2 separate regions of the Sus scrofa genome follow, and region 1 is linked to region 2. The links are chromatin contacts, called in public promoter capture Hi-C maps. All regions are on one chromosome and are shown on one strand. The core of a region is the stretch at or near the end of the contact, and the rest is flanking DNA. Distances in the headings are between cores, read along the strand shown.

The links. Promoter capture Hi-C pulls out the DNA fragments that hold promoters and counts their contacts.
Region 1: a contact with region 2 is called in a promoter capture Hi-C map of liver, with 5 times the contacts expected there. The contact joins the promoter of TWF1 here to the promoter of PPHLN1 in region 2. A contact is called at or near these places in 1 of 5 promoter capture datasets (liver) and 1 of 2 datasets of contacts at active chromatin or transcription factors (skeletal muscle).

Annotation. Positions count from the first base shown.
Region 1 is chr5:74,875,738-74,882,950 of Sscrofa11.1, reverse strand. It overlaps TWF1 (twinfilin-1), which reads left to right and starts at 1,731. Exons shown (of 9, transcript XM_005664155.3): 1 at 1,731-1,861; 2 at 3,513-3,590; 3 at 5,151-5,329; 4 at 6,749-6,844. The coding sequence starts at 1,837.
Region 2 is chr5:73,552,288-73,559,595 of Sscrofa11.1, reverse strand. It overlaps PPHLN1 (periphilin-1), which reads right to left and starts at 3,391. Exons shown (of 8, transcript XM_013997950.2): 1 at 3,241-3,391. ZCRB1 (zinc finger CCHC-type and RNA-binding motif-containing protein 1) reads left to right here and starts at 3,356. Exons shown (of 8, transcript XM_021092556.1): 1 at 3,356-3,542; 2 at 4,788-4,873. The coding sequence starts at 4,790.

The DNA of each region.
Region 1 (7,213 bases), core at 482-2,981, 1.3 Mb before region 2:
GACATACACTGGAATATTATTTAGTCTTTAAAAGGAAAGAAATTCACATGCTACAACATGGAGGAAACTTGAAGACATTAGGCTAAGTGAAATAAGCCAGTCATAAAAAGACAAATACTGTATGATTCCATTTATATGAGGTACTAAGAGTATTTAAATTATAAAGACAGATACAGAATATTGTTTGCTAGGGCCTGGAGGTTGGGTTGGAATAGAAAGTTGTTTAATGTTAATATAAAGTTTCAATTTTGCAAGATGAAAAGTCTTGGAGATTCCCTGCACAAGGTGAATGTATATAAAAACACTACTGAACTGAACACTTAAAAATGGTTGAGATACCTGGACTTTCCTCCTCGTCAAGGCTGAACATGCAGAGGTCTTCGCTAAGCATGAATATGGAGAGTTATTTTTTTCTCATCAATACTGTTGAGTAATGCCAACTTCCCTAAACAATTTTCCCTAGTTACCAGAACATGAATCAGCAAAAAAATTGCAGGTGCTCAACACTGCTATCAAAACTGGTAAATCAGGGTGAACTGTTGAGTCAGGAAGAATTTGGTTAGACCAAAACTCCTCCGTACATTTCTTAAATCCAAATAAGTTATAAAATTCAATTGTGCTTACTCCAGAATGAGGCTGCATTTAAGAAACAAAGCTTAAATAATAAGGAACAGAGCACAGCAAACTTGTTTGCCATGACAATCGTAAAGAAAAAGTTACCCACCTGCTAGTTAATTAAACACACGCTGCATTTAAAGTGATTTCGTTCACTTGCATTCATATATCAGCCTGTACAAAGTATTTATTGATAATGAGACTGTACTTTCATATACTTGTCAGGTCAAAGTCCTAAAAAAAAAGATTGAGTTTTCTACCTAGGAAACGATAATCTAGGAGTACTAGAAAAGTAGTAGAAAAGTAACTTCTAAAATTACACTTAGAAAGGGAAATCCACGTTCAGAAAAACAGAAAATAAAAAATAATTTTTCATAATATCACCTGTGGGAACTTAGAAATTACCCTAATGAATCTTGAATAATTACCTGATTAAAGAAGTAAATGGCCAATCTAAAGCAGAACAGTGCTCCAGTTTAGAACGATAGAATTGACCACAGAAAAGTCAAGTCACTTAATGTTCTCACTCTCAGTGACTCTTTTTAGAATGAAGAGAAAGGAAAACCTGGTCTTTAAACGTGCCCAACTAAAAAAAGCAGTTAACTGAGATTAGCTTAATTTAAAAGCGTAGGGGACTTTGTTGGGACACTGCCTGTTATCATTTTAAAAAATGGGTCAGGGAGTGACTTTTCAAGTTAAATTGTATAGACCGCAGAAGGAGTAAACAAAGAAGGATATGTGCACATCCTTTTAAAGCTGGAAATGCGTTCAGTAAAATATTCATTTCCTTTTTTGAGCACCCTTTGAACCAGTGAGTGGCGGCGCTGGCCGGGTCGCTAGAGGGCAGGGTCGCTAGAAGGCAGACCCCAGAGGCCAAAGCCATCATATTTTGTGTCACCGTGCTGAAGCAGGAAAAGCAGCGACAAATACGGAGGAGAGTGATCCCCCGGCAGAGAGCAGGAATCGAGGCCCGGGGGCGTGGACCCACAGTCCGGCTGCGCGGAGTGGGCGAGGGTGGCAGTAAGCAGGCAGTAGCGGCGGCGGCGGGGGCGCGCGAGGACGCCGCGGGGCTCGCAGGGCTCGCAGGGAGGGGCGGGGCGATGGCGGGTCGCAGACCGATGACGAGGCGGGGCCGGCGAAGGAGCCGCCACTTCCTGGAGCCACCGGCCGGGGCCGCTCGCTGCAACTCAGCGCCGGAGCCGGGAGCCCGCGGCCGCCGCCATGTCCCACCAGACGGGCATCCAAGGTAACTGCGCCGGCATTGCCCGCGGGAAGGGGCTCCCGGGAGGCCCCGGGCGACCCGGGCAGGCAACAGGACGGGCAGAGCTAGAGTCGGGCGGGGAGCACAGGGAGTCCGTCTCGGGGGCGATCCGGGCCTCCGCGCTCTCGGACCGGGCGCTCCCGGCCTGCCGCCCTCCCAGCCCGGGCCCGGCCGCCGCCACGTTGCCTGCGGACCCGAAATTCTCCCGAGCGGAGGAGTTGGGTTTTGGAGGCGGCCGGGGTGAAGGGGGCGTGCCGTCCGCCGCCGCCGGCGTTAGCCCAGCTTTCCTCCTTCTTATCCCGCTGGGAAGATTTGGAACAGTGGAGGCGATTGCAACTCCTTTTGCTGGCTGGAGGCGGGCGAATTTTCTTTTTCCCGGTCCAAAGGAGTTGTTACAGGATTTCGAGTATGAGAAGGATGCAGGAATCTTATATATTTCCAAACTCTTCCGCATTTTCTTCCAAAATGAGAACATCAGCACCGTTGTATGTATCCTGAGTGTGAGGCATGTTGATCCTTCTTAGGTACTCCCCAGGGAACTGAAAAGTCTAATCCGTCTGGCTGCCTTTAATTATCCCGTGCAGGCAATTGAATGTGCTGTTACATTTGCCCAGTATTATTTACTGATTTGAAAACGGGCAGTTGAAAGCCTCACCTCATCAGAATCAAAGCATATGTCCCAGGGTTATTCAGGATCACTGAACGAGTTCTAATATAAACATAAGCTCTTCTGTTAATAAGACAACGAATCCTTTCCTCAGATGTCGTCTAATTGTATTTTGTTTTTAAGGGTCTTTGACACCGCCCCACACCTCCCCTTTCAAACACAAACCCAAGCAAAATATTTAGTCTCAAATCTAAAAGCATTGTTTCATTTGTCTGCGTTAGTTTCCATATATAAATATGTAGTTACTGACTTGCATGCTTGAGCCTTGTAACAAGCACTATTAAATAGTGGTTTTTGCTGTCAATACACAACCCAAGAAAAAATTAGAACAAAATTGAAGCTTTAATAGGAACACAAGGGCTAGGTTATTAAATATGTATTTGCTCAATGAGATTATTCCAGCTTTTTGAGAAGTACAGCCTAGAAAAGTAGAATCATAAGCATAAGCTTGAATGAATTTTATTGGCTTTTTCTTTTTTGTTCCCCGACGTTTTTGTTTTTAATGTGAAAATGTAGAAAATAACTTGATGAAGGGGAGGTGTATTTATCATATGCTTGAAATTGGACCAGAAGAGAATGAAAGCATGTTTTCAGCATTTTTCAAACAAGCAATAAAGGTGTTTTTTTCAGAATTGTGATTTGTTCCTTATTGGGTTTGAGAAACTTTAATACATTCACTCTCAGTATTATTTTTTGTGATGGAATTATCTAGCCAAAGAAGATTAAAATTAATATACCTTTAAAACATAAATTAAATATACTAGTTGTATCTACTATATCTAACATGGTAGATATCTACAATATCTACTGTGTTACACCTTTTAAGTTGTATAATTTAAATTACTGATAAGGTAACACTGCATATTCAAGATTTTTCTTTGTATTTCATTTTTTCCTTATTCTAGCATTACAAACTATTAATACATAAATATAAAAAATAGGTTTACTTGTCTTTATCTTTTTCCCCAGCAAGTGAAGATGTTAAAGATATCTTTGCCAGAGCAAGAAATGGAAAATACAGGCTTCTGAAAATATCTATTGAAAATGGTTAGTTAAACATTTTTAAATATTGTTTGTCCTTGGAATATTGGGTGTTATCTTTTCAAACTTCTAAAACATTGTCAGTGATTAGGACTGTTAATAAATGTGAAACAAGTTCAGAACTTGCCTTTAGTTAAACTTGAATCCTCTACATTTTGGCATGTCCCTCAGGCCCATGCTTACCTTCTGAATTCTGTGGTTGATGATCAGGGAAACAAAAAGATGTTTTTTGGTGTGACATCTTCCTGTTTTACTTTTTGTGTCTCAGTTTCTGTACCATAATCTCTGTCTCATGTCAGTGCTTGCATCTGTGGAATGGAAATCAGTAACAGGTGATTATCCCTCCAAAATAGTTTCTTGTGAATTGTTATTAATGTAAATTAACATTATGGAGTAGAAAGATATCAAACTCTCCCATTTTCTTGACTTGATTGCAGTGTATGCTGCTGAAATAATTCTACCCTTTCTTATTTGGGAAAAGTTGCGAGAATGTAACGAACTATAATTTGATCCTTTTGAAATAAAGCTGTAAGCAGGGGAATTTGTTGGGTGGAGAATCTTTTAATTCAGCTAGATTTGAGTGTGAACAATTAATATTATAACTACTTAATCACAAATGAATATGTTAAAATAGTCCATTGACCTAATTTCTTAAATACCTTGAAATATTTTGCTTTGGAAAAATATCTTGCCTTTTCATAAACTAGAACTAATTCTAATTTACCTTCCATTTTTTCTTATATATTAAAAATACCAAAGTAGTTTGACAAAGATGCAATTGTTCTGCATATATTAACGCACTTAAAGAGAATAAACATATACTATAAAGCAGCATATCTTAGAACTATTGAACTAAAGTATTAAATGTAGTTACTTCCTAACTGACTAGTTAAGTAAAATGGAAAAGTTTATCTAACTAATATCTCTACAGAAGGAAAATGACAATATTTCCTATATCACTATTTTCTGCTTTTACTTTATTTTTGTTTTGAGAAAGTTTTAAATTAGGAAATTATGAAGAGTAAATAACAAATACTTCCATCTCCTCTTAAATTAATAACATTTATCATATTTGCTTCAAGCATTTTTTTGATTTAATGTTTTTGTGATATAACAATATTGACTTTTAAACTTTTACTTCCTGACCTCCTCCTCATGAGGCAACTATGTTAGGAATTTTATATTTGTATAATCTGTTTTTTATATGTATTCCTAAGTAACATATGGTGTTGTTTTGAGTTTTTAAGTTCATAAAAACTGACATTTTTTCTGCATCCTTTTTTGGTAAACATTATTTTTATAATTAGTTTTGATAGTGGGTCACAAATACTTATTCCTTTCTTGTGTTTTTTATATCATTATTTTAACTATGCTGATCATAATTTTATTTCTGTTTTTAGTACTTTCTATTATAATTATTTTCTGTGTTGCAACCTTTGCCCTTCCTATTTTTTGATGTAAATAATGGCAATTAAGAACTAACTAAATTAATTCTTCTGTTATCCATTACTCTACCATTTGGTTATTTCAAACCATTTATATATTTTTTAAAATTGTTTTTCATAGAGAAACTTGTGATTGGATCATGTAGGCAGCCTTCAGATTCCTGGGATAAGGATTATGATTCCTTTGTTTTACCCATGTTGGAGGACAAACAACCGTGCTATATATTATTCAGGTTGGATTCTCAGAATGCCCAGGGATATGAATGGATATTCATTGCATGGTCTCCAGACCATTCCCATGTAAGTAAATTTTTTGTAACTTGTTTAACATTAAATGCTAGAAAAATTTTTTTCTGTAATATTCCTAGGCCAAGAGAAAGTTAAGAAGCAATAGTCATTTCCTGTGAAGGGAATGATAATGGAAAAAAAAAATCCTTGGGGAGTTCCGTTGTAGTCATGGCTCAGTGGTTAACGAACCCGACTAGTATGCATGAGGATGCAGGTTTGATCCCTGGCTGCGCTCAATGCGTTAAGGATCTGGCATTGCCTAGAGCTGGGATGTAGGCTGCAGACATGGCTTGGACCTGTCGTTGCTGTGGCTATGGCATAGGCTGGTAGCCACAGCTCCATTTCGACCTCTAGCATGGGAACCTCCATATGCCACTGGTGTGGCCCTAAAAAGACAAAGAAAAATCCTTAGGTTACTAATCTGGAATTGGGAGTAAGGTACTTAGATTCAGAAGTCTTGACCTTGATTGAAATCAATAGAATTATTACTAATTTTAAATTTAAAAATTTGTGGCAGTTATAAGTGGCCATGGACCTCTGAAGAATAAAGGTTACTACTTTGCTCTGAAAATAATAATTGTAATAATTCTGAGAACTAAAAATCTTATATGAAATATTCTTAGTAGCTACCCTTCAAGCGATGGGCATACAAACAAGTATAACTTTTAAGAAAGTTAGTAGTACACTGATTAAGAGAACAAAATAAAATAAAGAATTAATATATGGATGCTGCCCGGTATTTTAAAGATTAATTCTCTTGTTTCTTGTAGAAAATTTAAATTTTAAAAGTTACATAGATAACATTCTCAAAAGTCATCCCCTCCTATTTAATTTATATATCCTGTCTGAAAAATACTGAGTTTGATGGTGCAAAATTACAGAATGATTTCTTTTGGTTGGCTGTTACCTTTAATAGTTTTCTATAGATGCTATTGGACTCTTTAATAGTAGTGTATATTGTAGTTCTTTTCGTCTTTGTCCTTCAAAGAATGGTTTATGCAATAGATATGCTAGGAGTATTTGATTCTTAAGCAGCTTGTTGATATCTGACCTAGACTTGCTTTGAGTAAAATGTCTGTATCAAGGTAACTTCATTTCATTGATTTTAAAGTAGTGTTTTAAGTTGTTTTTTTTTTTAATTCTTGAACTTATTTTATACTTGAAAAAAGGAGTAACTTTTAAAGTTTTTTTCCTATTTTTTGAAAAATAGACTTATGAGATCTACATTAGTAGGCAGCGATATGTTAGAAACTGATGTGGTGATGGTTATTTGTACACACATACTTTAGCATGTTAACAGTTAATAGACTTCGGCTTTGTCATAGTTTATTTTGAATGTGCTTGAAGATTTTAATAAATTCATTAAAGTGCTTTCTTTTGTAATGATAGTTTTCATCTATAAGCTTATAAGTAAACTTTGACACTTACTAGGTTCGTCAGAAAATGTTGTATGCAGCAACAAGGGCAACTCTGAAAAAGGAGTTTGGAGGTGGCCACATTAAAGATGAAGTATTTGGAACAGTAAAGGTATAAAACTTATACTTTTATGTGGATTCTATATGTTGCAGTTGAAACATGTAAAGAACTCCTAAGTAACAGGTTAATTAATGTGAATTCTGATTGTTAAATCTGTAAGCATAAGAGAGGAAATATTGTTACATTTCATATGATACACAAATTAACTGAAATTTCATACTTATTACCCTTTTGATACATGTTGGAATCTCCTGTGTTAGTCTTCAAAAACTAGAATAGCCCTTAGAGATCATCCAGTTCAACCTCTTGTTTAGTTCAACCTTTTCATTTTAAAGATGAGGAAATAGGCTCAGAAAAATGAGAGACTACTTAAAAGAGACAGTAATTTTTAGATAGCTTGGATATTTAGACTTGCACTGT
Region 2 (7,308 bases), core at 2,142-4,641:
ATGAACAATAGTAAATGGCAGAATCCAGGAAAACAGAAAGGAATTGGGGAAGATAAAATGTGCATGAGAAAGACAGAAAAGACCAGGGCAGAAGATTCGCATTGCAAAGGAGTGGGAAATGAGCCTGCATAGGTATTCAACAAGTTTTCATTAACTAACTCCCTTGAAGTATATATTATCCTTCCCATTTCACATAAAACATGGAGCCTCTGAAAAGCTCAAATTCCAGGGCCATATGGATCCTGGAATCAGACCAGGCCTTTATAACTTTAAAATCCAGCCCTTTCAACCCTATCACATTGCTACACAAAGCAAACGGCAAGGACAGAGAGAACAAATTCAAGGACACAACAAAGCAAAAAACTAAAGGAGTTCCCTGTAGGCTTTTAAACCTAGATATGAGATGAGGGGGAAAATGTCATTTCAGAAGATTCACCTGGCAGTATTCAAAACGGATTACAGGCAAAAGAGGCTAGAGGAAAGGAGATCATTGGCTGTTTCATAATGAGCAATTTAACTTAACTCAGTACTGTTAAAGCACAGTCTTCTCTACTAAGTTACATGGCTTCCTACATTACCTGGTTTCTCACTGCTTTAAGGAAACGTCTTTTAGAAGCCCCACTGTACTGTATTAAATACCTAGTAGTAGATTTCCTTTTTACAGCCACACCTGCGGCATATGGAGTTCCCAGGCTAGGGGTCGAACCTGAGCCGCATCTGCAACCTACGCCACAGCTTGCAGCAATACCAGATCCTCAATCCACTGAGTGAGGCCAGGGAATGAACCCACATACCCACAGACACTATGTCGGGTTCTTAACCCACTGAACCACAACAGGAACTCGAGTAGGAGACTCTTGATTGTTCAATAAGTGATCAAGTAACAGAAAGTACTGAAAGAGACAAAAATACTGGATGTTGACTATGTATAATATTTCCAAATCTAAATCTCTTTTCACCTCTGGATGGAGGTTACAGTCAACTAGTCAGCCACCTTCTAGTCTTTTACTCTCCGTTTCACCCTTTTTTAAAAAAGGATACTCAATTAATTTTGCTAATATGTCAGTCAGATCTGGTTTCCCTGATCAAGAACCCAAACAGTTTCTTATTAATTAACTGTAACAAATCCAAACTTCTCTGCCCTTCCTATGTGCCCTCTATCATCTCACCTAGCCTCCTGTTCTCTCCCAAAGAATCATTCATGCTGTGTCTCTTCTCTGTCCCATAAAGTAACAAACACTACTCTGGAGTTGTCTGACTTATTTCCCAAGCTGGAATACCTCTTTCCATTGTCTCAATTTTTGAACATCCATCTAGGCCCAGTTCAAAATCTATTATTCTCCACAAAGCCCATTTCTGAAACTTATAACAGATTCTAAACCAGTGAATAAGAAGTCACAACTTGTGTTTGGCCCAAGGTTTTTTTCTTAATAAAACTTTATTCCATTGACCATACTTTAAAACTGGGAGATAACACTTTAAGAAACTGTATTTCCAATTTTCCTTGAAAAAACTGGATGCTCCAGTAACACTGGGACCACACAATCAATTACACAGCCACAACCAGTTGTACCTGAATAGCAGCTGACGCCTTTTGAAAGATTTTTACATTTTAAAGTCCAGAGATGATACATCAACAGCCTAACTTCTGAGACTGTACCTGCAGCAACTGTAATAATTAAGAAATACTGGACTGCCTATTAGGCCCTGGAATTACAAAAGTAAACAAGACAGATATGGTCCCTTCTGAACAATCTAGCTCAGAAGCAAAAGAGATAAGCAATCGAGATATATCTGGTAAGTGCTACTATGAGGGAAGCAGAAGGCACTTAGCACTTGGTAAGAGTACCTAACTCTAAGAGAAGTCAGAGAAAGTGACTAAACTGAGATCTTTAGCAGGTGTACGAATTATCCAGAAAGAGGTAGGGTAGGGATCCGGAAAAATCAAATGCCACAGAGAAAAAAGAACTTTTGCAAAGACCCTCAGGGAAGAAAAAACTATTGAGAAAGTGATATGAGTTCAGTACCGCTAGAGACTTCGCCCAGCCTTAAATGCAGGTGTCAGAGAATGGGCTCAATTGAAAAGGCTAGAGGGAAAAAATAAGTGTCAGGAGAAGGAAGAAAATTCCATAAACAGGTGTAACATGTAAAAGAGTTTGTTAAGCAGAGAAGAAAGGTTTCAGAGGGCACAGATGTTTTGTCGAGGGGTGAAATGTGGAAGAAAAGGAGAAAGAAGCAGTGATAGCCTAAATCAAGGGAGAGGGAGCACAAAGCAGCACGGGGATGAGGATGTAGCAAAGAAGACCAAAGGGGCTTACATCTTGGGCGGTAACCAAGGATAACAGGGATGTGAAGCATAGTAGTTTTGGTGGGCCACAAGTTTGCCAAGAGAATTAGTCCCAGCGGTCCCCTGGTGGACGCGGAGGCATTCGGGCCTCTCAAAATCCTGCAGCGCCCTGGCTGGATTGCACTTCCGTCTCTCTAGAAGACATCAGCTTCGGTCTGGATTGACTGTGCAGGCTCCAGGAGAGGCTCTGAGTTCCAGGCTGCTGGCACGCAGGCTCCCGGGGAGTGGTTAGAGGCCTGGTCTGTGTGTGCTGGTGGGTAGAAGTTAAGTATAAACTACCTTGCATTATTTTCTGATTTTTCTGTAGGAAAGATGGGCCTGTTTACAGCCACTTAAGAGAAAAAGCAGTGTGTGCCCATTATAGATTTATAGGAGGAAAAAAAGTGCTAAGAAGTTTAACATTTGTCCATACCAATACTCAAGATGAGTCATTCTGTGAATCGGAGTCTCCCCCAAGTTGACCTTGTCTCCTCAACAAGACTGATATCCTGCAGCAAAAGGCCTCTTTTACACTTTTCTGTAGCTCCTTAAGTGCCTACAACCGAACTGGGTACGTCGAACACACTCAGTAAATTTACTGACTTCCTAACTGATCTCGAGTCATTGAACTCACCTAGATCAGTCCTCTTTTTACATATTATGGTGCTATACAGAAGCGAACCTATACCACAGACTCAACACTTTCTTTATTCCAAACTCCCACTAGTCTCTCCACCCTCAACCGCAGGGGCAGAACTGTTTGTTGCACGATTCAAATGCAGCGGGAGACTCCAGGTCCCGCCGCGGAAACGCCCACCCGCCCGCTCATTCCTTAGAGTTGTACCGGCCAACGACCCTGTACCGGCCCACGCGCCTGTCCCTGCCCACCTCTCAGAATGATAAAATCCGCTCACCGACTCTGAGCCTCCGGGAGACCCCGTAAATACAATCGTCCGCTCGTCGCCGCGCTCCCAGGCAGCACTTCCGGCGCGCATAAAGACGTCAGCAAAAGCACCCGCCCCTAGGCCCGCCTCCAGAGCGTGGGTCAAAGGGGAGCCGGGAAGAGGCGCTACTGCTGCTACTTTCTCATCTACGGAACCTGACCCCTCCCGGGACCCGTGATGCCAAGGCAGCTGCGAGGGGCAACGAACTGTCGGGCTTGAGCCCCAGCTGAGGCTCGCGCTTTTCGGGTCTCCTGGGCCCGCCCCACCTGAAGGTAAGCTCCTCCCCGGCTGCGGCCTTTCTCCCTACGGGCTCCTCCCCAGACCCAGCCGCCGGAATCACTTGTCCCTCTCTCCCTACACCTTTTTTTAATTACAGGACCTTTACCTTTGCCTGCCTTCCCCGTTCTAACCAGAACGGCTAACGTGCGAGGAGTTTCAGTTGGAAGCTTTTAAAAAGCGACCTATCGATGCTGAGTTCCTGAAGTTGTCTAAGTCCGGCGTGCCAAGCGAGCATCAGCGCGTTTTCCCATTACATCATTTTAGAATATTTTGTCGTTTGTGATCTTAAATACCCACCACACACGTTTTTAAAATCGAAAATTTGAGTTTGACTGAGTCCGATGTAATTCTCACAGATTATTACTGACTTTGTAATATATAGCATAGAAATGTATTACAGATTATATTTGTACACTTAAAATACATATACAAATCAATACCCTTCAGGGCACTGAAAACTATTCATATAATGTATCATTTCAAATTAGCAATAATGTGAAAATTAGTGATTTGAAAGTTTCTTTACATCATCGAAAGATGAGGCTAAAATTTCCTGGTAACACAACTCCAGAGAAAAATATTATGACAACCAAAAAGGTACCCAGCCAAATTAGCAAAAATCAATGGCTAAGGTTCCTTCTGAGCTCCTAGACACTTTCTAGCTGCTTAGGCAAGGTAATAAGCATATCTGAAAGCACTTTCTTGCTTTTAGCCTGAGGGGAGCTTAAGAGTGTCCTCAGTGTTTTTCCTTCATCTGTTAGAAACTCACCTCTCCATTCACACCATATTCATCACTGAAAGGATTAGTGTAATGAATCTACTAGGAAGAAGGACCAGGAGTTTCTTGTGACTTAGGGGTAATAAACCCAACTAGTGTCCATGAGGATGTGGGTTCGATCCTGGCCTCACTCAGCGGTTAAGGATCTGGCAATGCTGTGGCTGTGGTGTAGGCCAGCAGCTGCAGCTCCAATTCCACCCCAGCCTGAGAACTTCCATATGCCACAGGTGTGGCCATAAAAAAATAAATACAAGTAAGTAAATAAAAAGAAGGACCAGAAAACTCTAAGTAGTGTCTGGAGAAAAGAAGTTCCTTAATTCACCCAGCTGGAGTCATTGCTCCTAAGTATTACTAAGAAGTTAGGAAAGTATGTAAATTTAACATTTGCCAATAATATTGATTTTACTTGGAATGAAGAATACTTGGTTTTGATTGCTTTTGGGTTTGTTTGTTTTTTTAGAAATGAGTGGTGGATTAGCCCCAAGTAAAAGCACAGTGTATGTATCCAACTTGCCCTTTTCCCTGACCAACAATGACTTATATCGGGTAAGTTTTTGTATTAGTACTCTTACCTACTGAATCCTCTATTTGAGATACAAATGTAGTTGAACAGTTCTCTCTTAAGCAAAATTCTTAAGTACATTACAGTCACTTAAATCATTAATACTAAGGACCTCTGTTGAATATGTAAGTGAAAAAAAATTAGATACTTGTGATTTCCAAAGAAAATTCTCATTTATTTATAGAGAATAACAAGTTTTTTTTAATAAACACAGAAGATACCCCTAGCATAATCAAGTTGATTTTTCCGGCTGCTTACTTGGCTTTCGAAACTGGTAGTGGTAGGGTTCCCATCGTGGCTCAGAGGGTTAAGAACTCAGCATAGTGTCCATGAGGATGCATGTTCAATCCCTGGCCCCGCTCAGTAGATTAAAGATCAGGCATTGAGGTGAATGAGCTTTGCTGTAGGTCGCAGACATGGCTTGGATCTGGCATTGCTGTGACTGTGGCACAGGCTGGCAGCTCCAATTCTACCCTTAGCCTGGGAACTTCTATATGCCACAGGTGCCACCATAAAAAGAGAGAAATTGATAGTGGGATAGATGTTTTGGAGGAAAGAACCTCCAAATGGAAGCAAAACAGACCCCTTAACTAACCCTTTAAATTCTGCAAGTATAAAATTTGTTTTCAATTCAGGATTGGAGACATTGAAAGAGAAAAAAAAAATCACTTCCAACATCTTCTTTTACTGCTTTACCTTAGAGAGCAAAATTTCCTGCTGTACCTGTCCTGAAGATGAATGATTGAGAGGAACTGAAAGGAGTGACATGAATCCTTTCTTCCAAATGTGCTGTCTTCTCCCTGCTATTTTGAGTAGATGTTAAGTATAGTAGAGAGATGCTGCATACATGATAAATAGTACTTGATTTATTAATTAAGATAGGTTAAGTCTTGGAGTTCCCGTCGTGGCGCAGCAGTTAACAAATCGGACTAGGAACCATGAGGTTGTGGGTTTGATCCCTGGCCTTGCTCAGTGGGTTAAGGATCCAGCGTAGCCGTGAGCTGTGGTGTATGTCGCAGACTCAGCTCGGATCCCGCGTTGCTGTGGCTGTGGCGTAGGCCGGTGGCTACAGCTCCAATCCCAGCCTGGGAACCTCCATATGCCACAGGAGCGGCCCTAGAAAAGGCAAAAAGACAAGGAAAAAAAAAAAAAGATAGGTTAAGTCTGAAAGAACAAAGAAAATGAACTTTAGTTTCCATTCCTGTATCAGAGACATTTTTGTTTTTATTGAACACTTACTGTATGCTGAACACTCCTGTAGGTACTAGGAACACATCAATGAACAAAAAGATGAAGATCCCTTTTGGCACATACAATATAGCAAGAGAGAAAAATAATTTGAAATATAAAAATTTCAAATGATATTATTTGTTAAATACTAAGTTAATGCTAAGGTATTAGGTGCTATGGAGTCAAAATAAAGCAGGAAAGGAGAGTTATTAAATGTTAGGTTGGGAATGGGGGTGAAATTTTACTTTGAGAAAGTGACTTGAATAGAGACATGAAGGAAGTAAAAGGCAGCTATGCAGATGTCTGGTGGGGGCAGCATTTCAGGCAGAGTAAATCAGAAGAGGAAGGGCAGTCAGAGGTAACCCCATTCAAAGGTACCTTCTAGGGCTTGCATAGAAAATGGTGAGGACTCTAAGTGAAATGAGAAGCCATTCGAAAATGTTATATACAAGACTGTCTTTATTGGTCTTCAGAATTCAGTATTAGTAACACTGCAGTCCAGTTATACTATGTTCCAGGGTTATATAACTTAATCATAGAACTCAATAATGTATTATTATTGATCGCATGTACTAATGTATTCTGAAAGACTTCTACGAAGCATTATGTAGTAGATAGGAACTATTAGTAATACGGGTACTGGCTGAAACAGCAGAAATAGATGAGATTACTTAGAATGAAGGTGTAGCTGTAAAAGGGAAGAAAGAGCCAAGTATAACGTGCCACCTAAGTATCAGGGTGGACAGAAGGAGGGGACTAAGGGGATAAAAGCTTTTTTGTTTTCCAAGCAGTGTAAGTAAGGATCTGTCTTCTGACATAGTGATTGCTTGGTGGGGTGGAGGGCAGGCTCAGCATTGACAGTTGAGCTGTGGTGGGGTTGACAGTTGTCCTGGATATACCACAGGAACAGAGAAGCTGTGCAGTGTGTGTGCCTTTCATCCACCACACATGAAGAGTGTTGGGTTTTTTTTTTTCTCTGTACTCTTCTGTCAGAAATTTAGAAACTGAGGCAAATATCTGTAACATCAATAACCAAAAAAGAGTATTATTCTAGTCTCTAAAATACAAATATATTTTCTAGGGCCTGCTTTATAAACCAAAGGTAAAAATTTTCATAGACTCCAACAAAGAATGTGGTCAGTATATACAACCTGAAAATTTAAGGCTATTTAATGATTTTAAATAAAAT